Linked DNA regions of Mus musculus: regions 1 and 3 are each linked to region 2. Evidence: chromatin contacts called from public Hi-C and HiChIP or PLAC-seq data. All regions are on one chromosome and are shown on one strand. Each heading gives the region's core, a stretch centred on a gene start, on an enhancer-like site or on the middle of the called end of the contact. The rest is flanking DNA. Distances are from core to core; before and after follow the strand shown.

Region 1 (2,914 bases), core at 312-2,811, 530 kb after region 2:
TCCTCAGGTGCACCAGGTCCACATCTGTGCTTTGAGCGACCATGGATGTTCTTCACTGCAAACAGGACCATGGAAAGGATCCATCACTCCTGAGATCTACAGACCTTCAGTCGATCATATTATCTCCTATGTTTATTTAAAACTATAAATGCCACCCTGTTCAGAGGATAGCCAAACTCTTGTTCTTTTTTTAACTCTGTGATTTAATTTTTATTAAGTTACATAATATCTTGATAACTGTTTTGACTTTTGTCTCCACAGGATCAAACCCTAGATTTGGAGAAAAAAATTAGAATATTTTGTATAAATTTTTAAGACTTACTTTATTTTTAATTACATGTAAGCAGGAGGGTATGTGCGCATGCACATGTGTGCCTGCAAAGGTCAGAGGCATATGATGCCCTGGAGCTGACGTCATAGGCAGCTGTGACAGTGCTGGAGAAGAGTAAATGGTCTTAACCACTGAGCCATCTCTCCAGAGCCTGTGTGTGTGTGTGTATGTGTGTGTGTGTGTGTGTGTGTGTGTGTGTGTGTGTGTGTATGTGTGTGTGTTTAATCTTAGAGTCTTCCTTGTGATTTCCCAGATATCTACAAGAAAGTCACTGAAGCCCAAGTGTCCCTAACTACAGGGCTAATTCTGTATTTTAGTCCTATCTGAAGCCTGGTTTCCCTCCATCTTTGCACCCTTGCTCACTGTGCCTACATCTTCAGCTGTGTCTGCTTTCTGACCCTCCGGGCCTAAAGGCTGTGCTCTCTCTCACTGAGCAGAGACGTCTTCCACACACAGGGACACAAGCGTTAGAACACAGAAAGTTATCTGCTTGGCCTCCAAACCCCAGATACACATTCTGGAGGTAGGTTTGGCCTTTCTCAGACAACTTTCACATTGTCTCCCCAGTCGGCGTCAAGATTTCCAGGACTCGTCTTCGTGCCAGGAGCAGATGAATTCATGAGAGCTGATGCTGAGCCAAGATCCCGTGGAGCCCTGCAAGCTGCTGGGGTTGGGTTGCTGGTGGAGAGAAACCAAACTGGGGTCATCTGCTTGGAATGCCGCTGAACCTGTTTTCTGAAGGGGAAGGGGATGACTTTCTCCTTTTATGGAACCATGTTCTTCAATTATTTAGTGAGACAGACTGATGTGAAAGCTTTCACTGTGTTTAATGCCCATCCCCTCATAAGGAAAGTGACTGCCGCACAGCCCTGGGCATAGCCTTGTGTGCTGTGGAAGTCCCACTCTCTGCTAAGAAAGACTGAGAATGTATCCCGTGGACCGATAATTCCACCAAAGTAAAAGTCTGCATAGTTTTCCTGTGGGTGTAAGGTTGGTTTCAGCAGAATCACATGGTATTGAAGGGGTCAAACTCAGAGTAGTCACGGCACGGCCAGTGGTGTCTCTGCTTGATGATTAACTCAAAAGATTTAATATGGGACCTGTGCTGGTGGCAAGGTCACATGCAGGTTTTTCTGATTCAGCACCTGGGAGGGATAGAGTCTCTTTGTCTGAAGGGGACAGACACAGTGAAGTGATCTGAGGGCAAAGGGCAGACCACACACATCCCAATGTGATTGTCTTTCAAATTCATTTAATTAAGTGGGTGTTGCAGGGCTCCCGTAAAGACCAAATGAAATACCAGCATGCCTCAGCAAACAGATGGCTCTGAGTTACCTCTGCAACCCCACCCCCAGGAGGGCTTGTGATTTGTCCACCTCCTTATCCTCCCCACCCCCAGCTTCTCTAGTGAGACTATCCAAAGGAGGACTCTGAAGGAGGGAGGACTCCAGCCCCTTTCTCGAGGAGTGGCACAAGGGAACTAGGTAAGATTCTGTTGTCTGAGCCATATGGGATGAGGATCAGGAAAGTCTGTCTTCTGCCCAAGCTGGAGACAGTCCAGACTGTGAGGGAGACAGGCCAGCACATCTAACACCTCATGTCAGCAGGAAGAGGTTTCCAGGCTCAAAGAGTGGGGCTTTAGGGGCACACATTCATCTTTCTGCTCCAGGTTCAAGGTTAGGGTGGGCCAGGCCTGCCTTTTCCTCCTGAGGGAGTCTGAAGTAGGTACTGAACGTGACCCAAGTAGAGCCTCCCGTAACCCCACAGGCTCACAGACAGGACCCTTCAGGGATCCAGAGAGGAGGACCCAGGTGTGTGATGGTCAAGTGTGTTTGTGTATACTGCTGTGCAAATGTGAGTGTGTACATCTGAAAACAGGAATACAGATGAGTGCTTGTGCACAGGCGTGTGCTTTCTTTCATGTGTGAGAAGTTGCATTCTTATCCCTGACCAAGTTGGAATCACCAGGCACACACATGCTAAGGACTGAACGCTCTTAACTCGCCTTACCTCTTCTACTGGAATCTCCCTGTGAGCCAAAATTAGTCTCCCAAGGAACTAAACCGAAAACCTGGTCTTACAGGGAGAGACGGGCTGAGCAGAAAGCGGGATATGCAGGAATGAGAGATGAAAGTGGGTTGGTTGATTCAAAGTTAGACTCTTTGTAAAGTGGGACAGAGAGAAACAGAGCAGCAGGAATCTGGTTGGTAACACGGGGTGGCCAGGTTCCATCTCTGTAAGGACTGAGGCCCAGGGGACCTATGCAGGTGAAACTGGCCTACTATGGAAATTCCTTAGCTCGGTTCCCCTAGCTTCTTAAAGAATCAGACAACATCTCAGCCGTCCTCCGAAGCTGAGGAACTTCAGCATGGGTGACTCCATCTTGATTTTTCATGTAGTCTGAGAGAGCCCAGTGCAGGAGCCTTATCCAAAACTCCAGAGTGCTGAGATCCCAAATGGACTCTAAGAAATGTGTCAGCTCAGCCATGAGAGGGCATCACTTGCAAAGAGGAGAGGCAGGTCCCAGTGGTGGGCAGAGAAGAGATGCAGGGTACCACCTTACAGCTACAAGTAGGAGATGGA
Region 2 (2,832 bases), core at 325-2,824:
ACAGATATAGTGAATCTGCTTGGATGACTCATAACACTCTGTATTCTGGGGAGGACCCAGAGGAAGACATCCCAAGAGTGAGCTATAGAGGCAAGCATGGAGCTTCCAAGCCTGCTCTGGTAGTTCTGTGTGTTCACCTAGGCAAGAGCTCTATCCTGTAGGTGTTATGGAAACTCTGGGGACAAAGTGGTTTTAACAAAGATTGAATTGTGATTTTAACAAGGATAACCATGCAAAATGCCACTGGACACAGAGAGTCTGAGGTAAATGCTAATGGCTTGGGAAACTGTCAGGTCCATCTACTGCTGGAACCCTTTCCTATCTGAGGCAGAGGACCAGGGATTCAGGTCTTTGAATTTCCTGGTCTTCCTTTACTAATTTCCTCTCAGAACAAATCCTTGTGAAATCTCTTATCCCATTGGTCTGCTCTTAGACAACTGACCAAGGACAAGCCTGACTCCATGAAGACACAGGAGCCCAGTTTCTTGCACTGAGAGCCAACCCGTGCTGACTGTGTTCCGTCCCAGTTTCCCCTGGATCATTGGTCTGCATCTTTGACTGAATTTTGCTTGACCCATCTTGCTACCCTCTTTAAGTTCTTTACTGATTTCCTCTGAGAACAAGGTCTTGTGAAATCTCTTATCCCATAGGTCTCCTCTTAGAGAATTGACCAAGGACAAGCCCGGATGTCAAAACTGGTCCACAATTGAAGAAACTCAGGCAAAGGGGCATGTGTGACTCGAAAAACATATACCTTCCTTTCCACCCAGAAGGAATCATGTTTTCTTTCTCTGAGAGGGTATTTAGGACACTGGGAAGGCAGTGTGTAGCTCTTACACATCAACCACACCTAAGTAGAGGGTACAACAAAAACTAGGACATTTGCTCCCTCTGGCCACTCTGGCCATAAGGTGGATAAACATGAACCATGTAGTGGACTTCTCAGATAAGTCACAGGCACCAGGTGGGAACCCATGGTTGCATCACCAATTCTAGACTCTACATCTATGAGGTACCCTAGAGTTGAATTGGTGGTAAATCACCATCAGCTACAGTTTTATCAGGCTCTGCACCTATGTTTAAAGTAAGCATGGAGGCACGGCCTGGCAAGATGCCACAGAGGGATGCTGACATCTGGAAAGATTTGCATTCTGGTGCCCCAGGTCTCTTTCAGCTCTGGGAGATGACGCCTGATGCCTGCGTGATCCCTCACCAGCTGAAACCTGAAACTTCTCTGTGACTCACCTTCACCTCAGAGGAACTGAACTGAAGGAGCGGCAGGTGTTTTTGATCAGGGTCAACAACTCCATCCTCCAGCAACCCTGAGCTGTGAGAAGTGACAGGTCCCCTAATGTTCTCAGATAGCGTATCTCTTCTGGCACTGCTGCTAAATTGCCAGTTGCTGCATAGACAGGAGCAGAGAGATCCTGGCACCTGCCAAGGCCTGAGTCAGGCTGACTCCTACCTGAAGCTGTGGGTAACACACACATCACTCTGGGCAGTAAGTCATAGCTCTGTGTCATAGCTAATCCAGGCCAAGATGGAACCCACAAGTTTCAACAGTGATGCTGTGCAGACTGGAAAATACCCCTGAGTCGCCCAGTAATTCTTGAATCCTCCTTGCACTTTGTGGAATGCAGTAGGAGAGGTGCCTTGTGACTGCTGAGTCACTGTGCTACAAGAGGTCAATCAGGAGGCCCACATCCAACCCTGTTCTGTGCAAAAGCTCCTGGGGATATGCTAATCACTCAGCATTCAGCGGGAGCCACCCAGTTAATCAGGCGTCTACTCCCGGGGAGAAACCGAGATAGAAATGTAAGTGCCGAGAACTGAGTTTACTGCAGTCATTAGCATCAGGATAGCTCTATCTACATTGTGTGGGTTATCCAAGGCAGAGGGCTCTGCCTTTTGCACAACCCAAGGTGCACACAACCCAGTGCAGAAAACTTAGAAGCCTGGCGCTGCCCCTGCTTTCTGCTCTCCAGTGTGAAAGGCTCCCTTTAAAGGGGCCCCCTTGTGAATACAGTGTTCCCAACGAGTCCCAAGAGAGAACAGGACTGTCCGCAGACTCCTGATGAGTTAAGAGCTAATGAAAAGGAACCTGCTCTGCTTTACACGAAAAGGATGCTCGCGTAGTTTCTGCTGGTGTTTGTAGAAAGGCATCGGGTTCTGATTCAATGCTGAAACAAAGCACATGCCATTACATGAAGAGGTCTGGCTGACATCCCTGAATTTTACACATTGCTACTCAGTTAGTACCTGTGTTCCTCATTCGTGTGTGTGTGTGTGTGTGTGTGTGTGTGTGTGTAGTTTATTTTTAAGAAATTCTGGATATGTATGTCTTCACCCTGTATCCCACTGCCCTCACCTTCTCTCCCCTCTCTTTAGTCTACTTTGTTCCCTTAGGCAGTTTTATTTCTATTTTTATTTCATACATAGTTACAAACATGATTTTATTTACCCAGAACCTCAGATGAGAGAAAACATAGACAATTGTCTCTCTGAGAGTGTATCAGTGTCTATCGTTACCAAAGTAAATGTCATGAAACAAATAGTCCTGTTGAGATTGGCATTAACTGTGACTATCAGCAAACTGAGATGTATAGTTCTCTGCCTTTACAACTCCTGACTCTTTTACCATTTTGGTTGAAGGAATCTTCAGTTTTGTTTATTTGAAGCTGTGAAATCACTTTAATTCTAGGAAGGTAAAAATCCCCAAATTCTTATTTGCTATTTATGTAAGCCATGAAGTGAAGTATGCCTCTCTGTGTCTCTGTCTCTGTCTGTCTCTCCTGTCATTGTTGCTTTTTGGTTTTGAAGATAAGGTCATTC
Region 3 (3,026 bases), core at 520-3,019, 820 kb before region 2:
CTTTCTTTCCTTTCTTTTTTCCTCTCTCTTTCTTTCCTTCCTTTCTTCTTCTTCTTTTTTTTATGGTGTTAGAGACTGAAACCATGGAACCAAGGTCTTTATAGAAAAGCACCCAACTTCTGAACTACAGCCTAATCCTCTTTTCTCTTTCAGTTTTGAGAAGTTTTACTAAGCTGTCCAGGATGGCCTTGAACTCACTGTAAAACAAAAGTAGTTCTTGAACTAGTTGTCCTGCCTCAATCTCCTGAGTAATGAGATTAGAGTTACTGAGCCCAGCCTTAGTGCAAAATAGAAGATATTTTCTATTAGAATTAGGACCATAAGGTGATATAGTCAGTTTTTTGAGGTTATAACAGAACACCTCAGCCTGAATCACTTATTTAGAAAAGAAAACACTTACAGTTTTGAGGGCTAGACATCCAAGAACAAGGTGGAAGTATGCCCGGTGTCTGTTGAGTGTAAAGGAATTTTAATCTAGTAACATGGCTGCTCTGCAAAGGTATCACATCCAAAGATATGATTCTCTGGACAGAGTGCAGACATCCTAACCCTGGAGGATACAGCATGATCTGGCTAGAATACAGACACACCCATAGCACACACAACTCAATTTCAAACAATGAAGGTAAAGTTAGTTCGTAGAAGGAAGCAGCCATGTTTGAAAGTGATGTTTATTTGAGGGCCAAATAAAGAGATGAATCAGAGAAAGATTTATCAGAATGTGTCAGAGATAAGATATGCCCAACTCTCACAGGAACAGACAGGAAAGAGGGACTACTTAAGAGCAGCTCAGGGAGAGAAAGTTTTGTGTGTGTGTGTGTGTGTGTGTGTGTGTGTGTGCGCGCGCGCGCGCGCGTGATTTACTGGGACTGGTTGCAGAGAGAAAAAGCTAGACACAGGTGAAGACAGAGTAAGCCAGACAATGAGGAGGAGTCAGAAGATTAGAACAGATTGTCAAAGCTAGTATTAGGGCAAGCAGAACAATTCAGTCAGAAGACAAGAGAAGCTGGGTTGAATCAGTGAGCTTGGAAAGGAGTTTTGAGCTAGAACAAAGTTGACTCAGTCAGCCAGAGTTCAGAAAGACCTAGGAAGGGTGTGCTTATTCAACAGTAAACCTCCCAGATGACAATTACACTTGGCAAATAAAAGTTTCTTTTACAGTCGATGTCCCTGTTTGTGTCTGATTGTGTCATCAGGCTGAGTGGAAGAATTCTTCCTTACCTGGAATTAGAGCTAAACTTGTGGAACTTTCTTTACACAGCAATAGTCTATTCACAAGTTTTTGTCTGAGCACCTCTCATCAGGCCACACCTCTCAGCATTTGCAGAGAGGTCAAGTTTCAGTTTGGGACATAAACACTAGACTATAGCTGTGTTTGCATTTTCAGTGTGTAGTCAGATCAATCCTCTCAGATCTGACGTCCTTTTTAAAGAGAAGAGACAGGCTGCACTGTAGAGCCAGAGAATTCAGTTTCTTGTTTGTACTAAACATTCAACACTAAGTCTTTCTTTGTTTGGTTATTTTTGTTGGTGTTGTTATTATTATTATTATTTTCCAATATAGATCTCTTTGTGTTAAGCAGGCTGTTCTTGAACTCAGAGATAGGCCTGCCTTTGCTTGTAGAGTTCTGCGACTAAAGATATGTGCCTGGTAACACTAAACCTTTTGAAGCTATAAAATGCACTGGATTTGTTTTGTGAAATAGTTGGATGAAAGCACCCAGAGGAGACCCCATCTTTGCTAAGTGAGTCAACTCATTTGCTAAGTGAGTCAGCTCATTTACCCACACTCCCATATACTTTCTCCAATCCTGTTTCCTCATAACTGGTCATGTGGTGGTTGTTGTTTGTTTCTTTGTTTGTTTTTCATTGTAGTGCAAGATTCCAGATGCTAGTTACAACTTAACTTGAATTTCAACTTGGTGTTGCCCTGGTTCTTCAGGAAGGAGACTGCAATGTGGAAGAATTATAGCTGCTCCTTAAGGGAGAGGCATTGGTCATTTTAAGACAGATGACAGCCTGATGGCCCTGGGAAACCATGGCCTGTTACCTCCTCTGCTCTTCATTTTTATAGCTTCCATACTTCCTACTTCTTCAAATGGGTTGCCTATTTACTATCCTTCTCAGGACCCAAGCTTGTATTCAGTGAGAGGCTTTCTCTCTCTGTATGTCAGTAAATTTGAGAGCAGCCTGAAGTTTTCATTTAACACACACACACATACACACACACACACACACACACACACACACACACACACACACATGTTTTAATGAAGAGATGGAATTTCAGGACCCAAGATCATAGGAATAGAATTACCCATCTCTCCCAAATCTTACACATTGAGCTTTTGACAGTTCTTCCTGAATAGAATATGGATTATAGTCAGTGGTATCAAAACACACAGGCAAGTGAAAACATCCACCTGAGACCATTGCATTCATCAGAAGGACTGGGAAACATCCCTTTACTGGCTGGCTTTCACACACAGGAAGTTGTTATGAAAGACATTACAGGAACAAGGACATCAATGGTTGCACTGAGTACTGGACCTTGTGTTGGGTAATAATGATCTGACAGATAAGATGTGCTTGACAGTGCAATAATGGCATGGATGTTAAAGGGTTAATAACCACTTTCAGGTTGGATTTAAGGGGTGGGGATTTCATGTGTGGTACTTTAATCCTGGTCATCAACCCACGGCTGGGAGTTCATAAGCCCCAAGTTAGCCTGATATTGCTCAATTGTTATTTTGCTCAATGTCAAACTGTCAAATTGCCTTCCAAATATTGATCATTATATCTATAGACTTGGGCTGCTCTCAACCTTGGTTAGATAAGCTCTTTATTTTTATTTTTATTTTATTTTTTTTGTAGTGGACAGTAGTCAATGGAAAAATTCATAAATGGCCAAAGTGCTGAGAACAAAAGACTCAGTGTTCAGGTCTGAATCACCAGCAGGGATTTGTGGACATCATAGAAGAGAAGATGGAAAGAGCAGAAGGGCCACAAGATGGTGAGGAGCTCTGC

Evidence for each region. Hi-C and Micro-C count contacts between places; a contact is called where the count stands out from the background. HiChIP or PLAC-seq counts read pairs in DNA pulled down with a chosen protein or histone mark.
Region 1: a Hi-C map of embryonic stem cells shows a contact between it and region 2, with 2.6 times the contacts expected there. The contact joins two enhancer-like sites. A contact is called at or near these places in 1 of 484 Hi-C or Micro-C datasets (embryonic stem cells) and 2 of 115 datasets of contacts at active chromatin or transcription factors (both in embryonic stem cells).
Region 3: a contact with region 2 is called in a FOXA1 HiChIP or PLAC-seq map of pancreatic cancer cells. The contact joins two enhancer-like sites. A contact is called at or near these places in 2 of 484 Hi-C or Micro-C datasets (embryonic fibroblasts and palatal mesenchyme) and 3 of 115 datasets of contacts at active chromatin or transcription factors (embryonic stem cells, fibro-adipogenic progenitors and pancreatic cancer cells).

What each region holds. Positions count from the first base shown.
Region 1 is chr11:6,893,933-6,896,846 of GRCm38.p6, reverse strand. No RefSeq gene overlaps it. Among named protein-coding and RNA genes, the nearest start is that of Adcy1, 170 kb to the left of the region's middle. Within about 2 kb of position 1,561, at least 37 of the 459 cell types and tissues checked have an H3K27ac peak or open chromatin away from gene starts, as enhancers often do. A contact at or near this core is called in embryonic stem cells, where this site is marked.
Region 2 is chr11:7,422,628-7,425,459 of GRCm38.p6, reverse strand. Gm36653 (a long non-coding RNA gene) reads right to left here. Exons shown (of 4, transcript XR_381034.2): 4 at 2,128-2,180. Among named protein-coding and RNA genes, the nearest start is that of Gm36720, 4.8 kb to the left of the region's middle. Within about 2 kb of position 1,574, at least 105 of the 459 cell types and tissues checked have an H3K27ac peak or open chromatin away from gene starts, as enhancers often do. A contact at or near this core is called in embryonic stem cells and pancreatic cancer cells, where this site is marked.
Region 3 is chr11:8,238,269-8,241,294 of GRCm38.p6, reverse strand. No RefSeq gene overlaps it. Among named protein-coding and RNA genes, the nearest start is that of Gm27393, 350 kb to the right of the region's middle. Within about 2 kb of position 1,769, at least 1 of the 459 cell types and tissues checked has an H3K27ac peak or open chromatin away from gene starts, as enhancers often do. A contact at or near this core is called in pancreatic cancer cells, where this site is marked.